Linked DNA regions of Arachis hypogaea: region 1 is linked to region 2. A link is a contact called in public Hi-C data. All regions are on one chromosome and are shown on one strand. Each heading gives the region's core, a stretch centred on a gene start, on an enhancer-like site or on the middle of the called end of the contact. The rest is flanking DNA. Distances are from core to core; before and after follow the strand shown. Region 1 has its middle 18 kb from the start of LOC112800507. Region 2 has its middle 9.5 kb from the start of LOC114927740.

Region 1 (4,052 bases), core at 1,124-3,623, 65 kb before region 2:
TGATTCAGATAAGAGTGAGTGAAGACTCTTATGTACTATTCTAGTGTGAAATTCACTACCTCTGTCTGACTATCACTCTGTGGGTAATAGGCCGTACTATAGTGCAATTTAGTTCCACTAAACTCAAATAAATTCTTCTAGAACTTACAAAGAAAAATAGGGTCCCGGTCGGAGATCATACTAACAGGGAAACCATATAGTTTAACCACTGTTTCTCACGCTGTGAATCCAGGTTTTAAAGTAGAGAAATGTTCCACTTTACTGAACCTATCCACCACCACCAAAATCGCCGTATACCAAAATCATCGTGTACCCAATAGATTTAGGTAATTAAATAATAAAATCTAAGGAGATTTTCATCCATGGTCTCTCTGGAATAGGTAGTGGTTGTAAGATCCCTTGGGGTGTAACCAGAACATACTTGGTTATTTGACAATCCACACAACGCTCAACAAACTTTTGAGCATTACTACGCATACCTGGCCAAAAGAAAAGATCAGCAAGTGACTTGTAAGTTTTAGGCAACCCTTCATGGTCCCCTCGCACTGAAGCATGGAACTCTTGCAGTAATAGTTCCCTTAATCCGGAGTAATTTGGCACCCAAATCTTTCCCTTGTACAACATCAACATTTCTCACTTCATAGTCCGTAGTAAGTCGTCCTTCGTGTAATTGCTGGTGTAGTTGCAACATATAGGGGAAATGCATGTTAGCATCCTTGAGTGAGTTAAGAAGTGAATTCTTCAATGTCGTAAGGCTGCGAAAGACATAGGGAGTGTCTGAATTAGGGTGTTGGGGCAATGCATCAGCCACTTGGTTTAAGTGTCAAGCTCTATATTCAATTTCGAAGTCATACCCCAATAGTTTGGCAAGATAATACTGCTGGTCTAGTGTGAGTACCACCTGAGTCATCAGCTCCTTTAAACCTTGATGATCAATTTTATTAACGAATTTCCTTCCTAGCAAGTAATGGCCATTTGCCGACGGCTTGAATAATTACGTATAGCTCTCTAATATACGCGGAGGCCAAGTACATTTTGTAATTCAATTTCTTGCTAAAATAAGCGAGATGATGCCCATTTTTGTGTTAATACCACACTAATTCCCTTGTGAGATGAATTGGTCTCCACTATGAATGGCTTTGAAAAATCTGGCAAAGCCAAAATGGGTGTATGCACCATTGTTGCCTTCAATTGTTCAAAGGCCTGATCCGCCTCTACACCCCGAGTGAAAATTGTGTTTCTTAAAGAGTTTTGTCAACGGGTAAGATATCTAAGCATACTTCGAGACAAAGTTTCGACAGTAGCCCGTTAGACTAAAGAACCCGCGCAGTTGCTTAAGAGAAGTAGGTTTAAGTCATGCTTGAATTGCCTCAATTTTAGTGGGATCACCTTTCATCCCTTCCGAACATACAATGTGGCCGAGATAATCAAATTGTGTTTGGCCAAAGAGACATTTGAATCTCTTGGTCAAAAGCTGATGTTAGGCTAAGAGAGTGAGTGTCAACCCGAGGTGGTATACATGATCTTCCCACATCTTGTTATAAACAAGTATGTTGTCAAAAAATAGAGTGATAAACTTGCGAAAGTAAGGTTGAAAAATTTTATTCATAATGACCTGAAATGTTGATGGAGTGTTAGTGAGTCCAAAGGATATCACAACAAACTCGTAATGACCTTGATGTGTCTGAAAATCTGTCATAGGAATGGAGTTATCACTCATTCGAATTTGGTGGTAACCAAACCACAGATCAATTTTGGAAAAATACTCTACACTAAATAGTTCATCTAAGACCTCATTAATCGTAGGAATAGGGAATTTATCCCTAATAGTAATCGCATTTAAAGTCCGATAATTGACATAGAATTTTCAAGACCCGTCCTTCTTTTTTACCAGCAATATTGGGTTAGAGAATGCACTCTGACTTTCTCAAATCACCCCGGCATCCAGCATCTTAGCTACTAAATGTTCAATCTCTTCTTTCTGAAAATGTGGATACTTATAAGGGTGAACACTCACTGGTTGTGCTCTCGATGTGAGGGTGATGGTGTGATCAATCTCCTTTCATGGTGGTGGATGAGTTGGATCCTCAAAAACATTGTTGTGTTCATTCAGCACCTGCTGAATTTCTGCAGAAATGGGGTTGACTCCTGTTCGTCTGCACTTATCACCTTCAACTGATAAAGTGTAGTGACAATCTCAAAAGACACCATTCTCTAAAGCATCTTGTTTACTAATGGCTTCTGATTTTAGCAGTCATTTTTCTTGCAATTTAATATTCAAGACGTTTACCACAAACTCCATGGTAAGTAGCCCATATTGTGTCATCACATAGCCCAAACACATGAACCACTACACCTCAAATACCACATCAGTCCTTTGGAGGTCCAATACAAAGGTGTTGATAGTAAATTAGTATCCTTGCATGATTAAAGGCACATTGTCACAATAGGCTTAACACCCAATCACATCCCCATTGTCCACTAATACTTAGAAAGGAGTGGTCTGTTTGATTGGAAGATTCAACCTTTCTGCTACACTTGCCTATACAAAATTATGGTAACTACCTCCATCAATCAAAACCATCACAACTGCTCATTATAAGAAACTTTCAGTTGAAAAGTAGTGGGTTGATACTGGTCCATCGTTGCATTTAAGCTTATTCTGGTTGGACAGCATCCACGGTTATTGTCTCATAAGCCCCTGCAGCCTGGACTACCTCAGGCTTTAACTCTTGTAAGATTTTGTGCATCTCTTCTTCACCAATAAATAGATAGCAAGAAGTTTTACACATGTGGCCTGGAGACTATTTGTCCTCACAATAATAGCACAACCCTTTCTCCCTCTTTGCTTTGATTTCAGCAGCAGATAGTTTCTTGAAGGGTGGGTTAGAATTTCTAAAATTAGGCAAGGTTGTGTGCTGTGGATTAAAAGAAATTGGATTTGATATGTTTTTGAGGTGGTTTGTATGAAAGAGTGTTTGAGAATGTTGGGTTGATGTAGAAGTAATTTTTGAAATCGTGAGATGTGTCTTGGGAGAGGAAATGATAGTATATTTTTACTCATGCAATTTGGCTAATGAAATTGCAATGACATAAGAGATGGATTTTGCTAACAATAATTCACATTTCAAATAATCTTGAAATCCACAATAAAGAAAGAAATTAACCAATCATCACTCAGGCTAGTTACTTGATTAGTAAATTCTTCGAATTGAATCTGGTATTCAGCGATAGTGGTTGTTTGTTTACCTCCTTAAAAGCTGCCTTGGTATCAAAGAACTGGTTCTGCCCAAATCGCACTAGTAGTGCCTCAAAGAACATCTCCCAAGTGTGTAAATATTGTGTTGACAACCCAACGACACCAGGAGTAAACCGCTCCTGACAGATGGAATAAAAGCATCCGAACCCGCATCTCTGGTAGCACCGAATACCACTCGATATACTCCCTTGCTTTAAACACCCACTCTTCCACTTTCTCACGTTCAAACATGGGAAGTTCCAGTCGAAGCCGTCGATTCCCCTGCTGAACTTGGTGTCCTATGACAACACCATTACGGTTTGATGAGAATTGTAGTTGTTTCACATCGTTGGACTCGCTCGCCACCTTCTTAAGCTTTAATGTTTCCTTCAGTATCCCCCTGATCTTCTGTAAAGACCCCTCTAGCTCATCCAACCTTTCAGTGGTGGCCGACACTTGATTGGAGATCTCCACATGACCCCATTGCAAGGCAGCAAGCTCCGCTTAATGTCGGAGTTCATCAGAAGTCACCATCTCTCTCAACAAGAGCACCAATGATAGCCTTCAAGTGGTAAGTAATTAAACAGAAGAACAATAGCAGAATGAAAAAAAGTAGATTATGAATATTGTTGAATGAAAGACAAAAGATAGAAAATGGAAACGAACGCAGCTGTTCGTTGAGTCAGGGATAATTCCTCTAAGAAACTCTCAATTCATGCATACGTGAATTGTAATTCTGATTCCCTTACAATATACCTCCACATTCTCCTAAAAAATTGTCCAGCTTAGCATTAAGAAATATTCTCGTGTTGTA
Region 2 (4,141 bases), core at 1,029-3,528:
AAAAATTTATTTATTTGTGATTAAATTTTGTTTTTTGAAATATTCTTTAATAAATTATTTTTTTATTATTAATTATATTTATACCAATATATTTTTTTAAAAATTTTAAAAAAATCTGAAAAGAAAGCCATCTGAAGAAGGAGAAGCATAGATCTCCAAGGATAACCTTCAAAAGCAAAGGGTGATTGTCATTTGTGTTTTTGAAAAAAAATAATTTGTTATCTTATAAAAAATAATTTAATCATTAAAAAAATTTTAAAAAAGTTTTTGTAAAAATATAATTTAATCAATAAAAAATAATTTGTTAAAAAATATTTTGATAAAAGAAATTAATTACAAAAAAATAAAATTTTATTGAAAGATATTTTCGTAAAGAATATTGTTTTTTTTTAAAAAGGATAAAGTTAATTTTAGTCCATACAAAAAATTTAAAATAGATTAAAATTTTTTAAAAAAAATTATAAAAGAGGAAAATATATATTTTACAAATAGAAAAAAAAACATCATTTATTTTAAAAAAAAATGTATTTTTTTTAATAATAATAATAAAAAGAGAAGGCTCTTATCAGAATTTATGGAAATGAAGGTGCATAGATACCATTAATGAAAACCCTGGATACAAAGTAGTATTAAAATGGTGAAACTAGAAGACCATGGAGATGCTCACAAGTCACAGTACGGTGGTTGGTGATATAGGTGAAAGAAAAAGCATGGCAAAGCAGAGTGGAGTTTCCCTTGAGAGATTAGAGTCCCTCCCCAACTTGCAAAAGAGGTTATTAAGGTTTTCAGATTTTAGATGACATGATCAATCTCCCCATCATATAAACTAAGGTCATCTCATCTCTTTATAATCTCTCACTTCTTAATTATCATTTTCTTCCGATATATACTTATAGACTATTTTTTATTTTTTCCTCTTTCCTAGTTTTCTGATCTTTCTTCTTCCCTCTTACATATATGGTGCTGCAGTGTGTAGTCTCTGTGATTTAAGAAGGAACATTCAAGATTTTCAATTCCACCCCCCCTCCCTTTTTCTGAATTTTTTTTTTCAGAAGAAGTAAAGTTTAGAAATCAACATTTTTATTAAGTCTAAAAAAATAATATTTTTATTAAAATTTAATCAATATTTAATTAATAAAAAAATAAATAATTTTATGTTATTAGATATAATTTTATATTATTAAAAATACTAATAATAACTAATTAATAATTACACATTATAAATTTTGTTGGTTCTTTAACATTTTTTTTTATTAACCCAAGCTAGGAACAACTACATTTCATTTTACTTAATTTATTGCACAAATTCGTTCACGAAAAAGAATTAATCACTCCTCTGCAAACTACCTAGACCAAAAGAAAGGAAGAAACACGAACTCAATGAAACTACATTTTTTTTTAATCTGACGGTGGACAAGTATCAAATTCTTTTTCGGAATAAAGTTAATTTGATGTGTTAAAAATATAAAAAATTATTTTTACATTTTAGGTATTAATATAAAAAAAATAAGGGTGTAGAAAACAAGGTTGTCAGGTGTCGCCGATTAATTGCGCCGAGAACCTAGCCGACCTTGGCTATAAGCATCGGCAAATCGTGAGCCGATGCCATCGTCCCTAGCCAACTGCAATCGTTGATGGTGATAAAAAAAATTGTATGATAAAAAATAGATAATAATATAAATCAAATCAGTATATCAACTTTTAATTCAAATTCATTTCTATTTTATATAATTAATTTCAAACACAATAATTTATCAAATTCAAATCCATTTCAAGTTTAATCATCCCCATTCTAAAAATAATGACTTTTATAATCAATTTACTACTATTTTCAGAACTAATTATCAAATTGTCACGGTTTTTTTTTTTTTGTCATGAAAATTGTCACGGTTTTGAAACATATTACCCAATTATCCATGTGTTTCAAAACTGTAGGTATTCTTCTTTAAAATTTTTTTCATCCTGTCAAATTCTAATTGGGCTAGGATTGCGTCGGAACATGCAAGCCCACGTACCCAACGAAACAATGGAGCAAAGCCCACAGTAGACCCAAAATATCTAACACCGTTGAAAAATTGGAAAATACAGGGGCTTTGGACATTGGATGGGCCTCTAATTTGCCAAGGGAGGTGAGGTTGGCGTTGGATGCTGGGTAGTTAATGATACATAATAAGGTAGGCCGAAGGGGAAGGGATATTTGCAAGCAAGCATGGGCTTTATGTTAGTGCTTGTACTTGTAGATTGGGTCTCTCTGATCCATAGAGTTGCACTTAGATTGTTGCCCCTGCCCCTGTAGCCTTCGGGCAAAGACCCAAAAAGTAATGGGCCTTTGGCCCCTTTATATACCAAAAACATAAGACCCAAAAAAGAAAAATAAAACAACAATCTTCGATTAAATTTCTAAAACAACACGACCAAAAAAAACATTTCCAAAACAACACTGACGTACCAAAAACAGAAATAAATCACTCCTGTCAAATGTCAACCCACCTAGAAAGGAAACAGTATAAAAGTGAAGCAACGACTTCTATCATTTGTTTCAGGGATGTGTCTTTGGTGAAAAAAAATATATTTTAGATATTTGGTAGTTTAAATAAAAAAATTTATAAAATAAAATAATAAATTACATAAATATTCTCATCTTCTTTTTCTTCTCGCATCTTTTTCGAACAACAACCATTGTTATCATCACATTTCTCATTGCACTACCAACATATATTAGAACCGATTATTATTTTCTCAGACAGAAGTTCCGATAAACTCCATCAGCGACGGCTCTGACCACTGCTATCCAACCGCGGTGATGGCGACCACCGTGACGGCTCTTGCTTCCCTTCCTCGTCGCGGTTCTTCCTCCTCCACTAAACAGTATCGACAGTGATGGATCTCTCTCCCTTTTGCTCATTCTTGACTTGCCGACGACACTGGAAATGACGAACGGCAACGGCCTAGCAGTTCCACAGACGGCAACGGCAAGACGCAGATGAAAGGCAGCGAAGACGGCGCATGCAGAGGCAGCCTGCGAAGATGATAACGACGGCGATTCCTCGTGACGGTCGCACTCCTCCTTTCAGCGGCGACAGAAAAGGGGATGGTGGAGAAAAAATGAAAGAACGAGGGCAGAAAGGACAAAAATGAAATTTTGAAATAGAGTTATTTGTAAAAATATTTAAATATAAATATAATTATTATACTATTAATAAAAGTTGTAAATCTTAGTCATCGATTCAAAAATTCAATGGCCATGATTTATAGAGAATCTTGGATCATAAAGAATTAGAATATATTTTCACGATAGCAAGCACTTCATGTACTAAAACATTTCCTCGCATTAGTGTTGATATTGTGGAAGCTTCTCTTAAAACTCCTGACGAGGAAGATATTAGGAGAGCATTTTTTAATATTGGTGCCTTCAAGGCCCCAAAAGAAGATGGTCTGCAAGGAACTTTCTATTAGAATAACTAGAATTGCATCCAAAAATATGTTAAGCAGGTGATTACAACCTTATAGAGGAACCCAAAAATTGTTAAGCCCCTGAATAAAACCATGTTAGTCCTTATTCCTAAAATAAAGAAACTTGAATTTTTAGCCCAATTCAAGCTAATTTCTTTATGCAACGTTATCTACAAAGGGATGGCCAAAATTGCAGTGGAAAAGCTAAAACTCTTTTTCAAAGATCACATCTCTCCATATCATTCTAGCTTTGTCCCAGGGAGAAATATTCACGATAATATTGTCATGGTACAAGAAATGGTTCATACCATGAGAAGAATGAGAGGTAAATTTGGTTTTATGTCCATCAAAATTGATCTTACGAAGACTTATGACAGATTGAGCTTGAAATTTATTCATGATTTCATCAACCATTTCAGTATCTTCCCTATCCTTTGTAATATCATTATGAGGTGTGTCACTTCTGTCACACTTTCAACTCTTTGGAATGGTAGCAAATCAGTAGAATTCACTTCCACTAGAGGGATCAGACAAAGTGATCCCCTATCTCTATATATATTTGTTATTTGCATGGATAAATTGTCTCACATGATTGAGGAAGCCGTGGACAAAGGGAATTAGTTCCCAATGCGAACTGGCAGAAGCGGGCCACAAGTGTCTCATTTAATGTTTGTGGATGATCTCATTT

What was found. Hi-C and Micro-C count contacts between places; a contact is called where the count stands out from the background.
Region 1: a contact with region 2 is called in a Hi-C map of leaf, with 5 times the contacts expected there. The contact joins two enhancer-like sites. A contact is called at or near these places in 4 of 8 Hi-C or Micro-C datasets (leaf and an unstated tissue).

The regions. Positions count from the first base shown.
Region 1 is chr5:7,168,617-7,172,668 of arahy.Tifrunner.gnm2.J5K5, reverse strand. No RefSeq gene overlaps it. Among protein-coding and RNA genes, the nearest start is that of LOC112800507, 18 kb to the right of the region's middle. Within about 2 kb of position 2,373, at least 1 of the 3 cell types and tissues checked has open chromatin away from gene starts, as enhancers often do.
Region 2 is chr5:7,103,763-7,107,903 of arahy.Tifrunner.gnm2.J5K5, reverse strand. No RefSeq gene overlaps it. Among protein-coding and RNA genes, the nearest start is that of LOC114927740, 9.5 kb to the right of the region's middle. Within about 2 kb of position 2,278, at least 3 of the 3 cell types and tissues checked have open chromatin away from gene starts, as enhancers often do.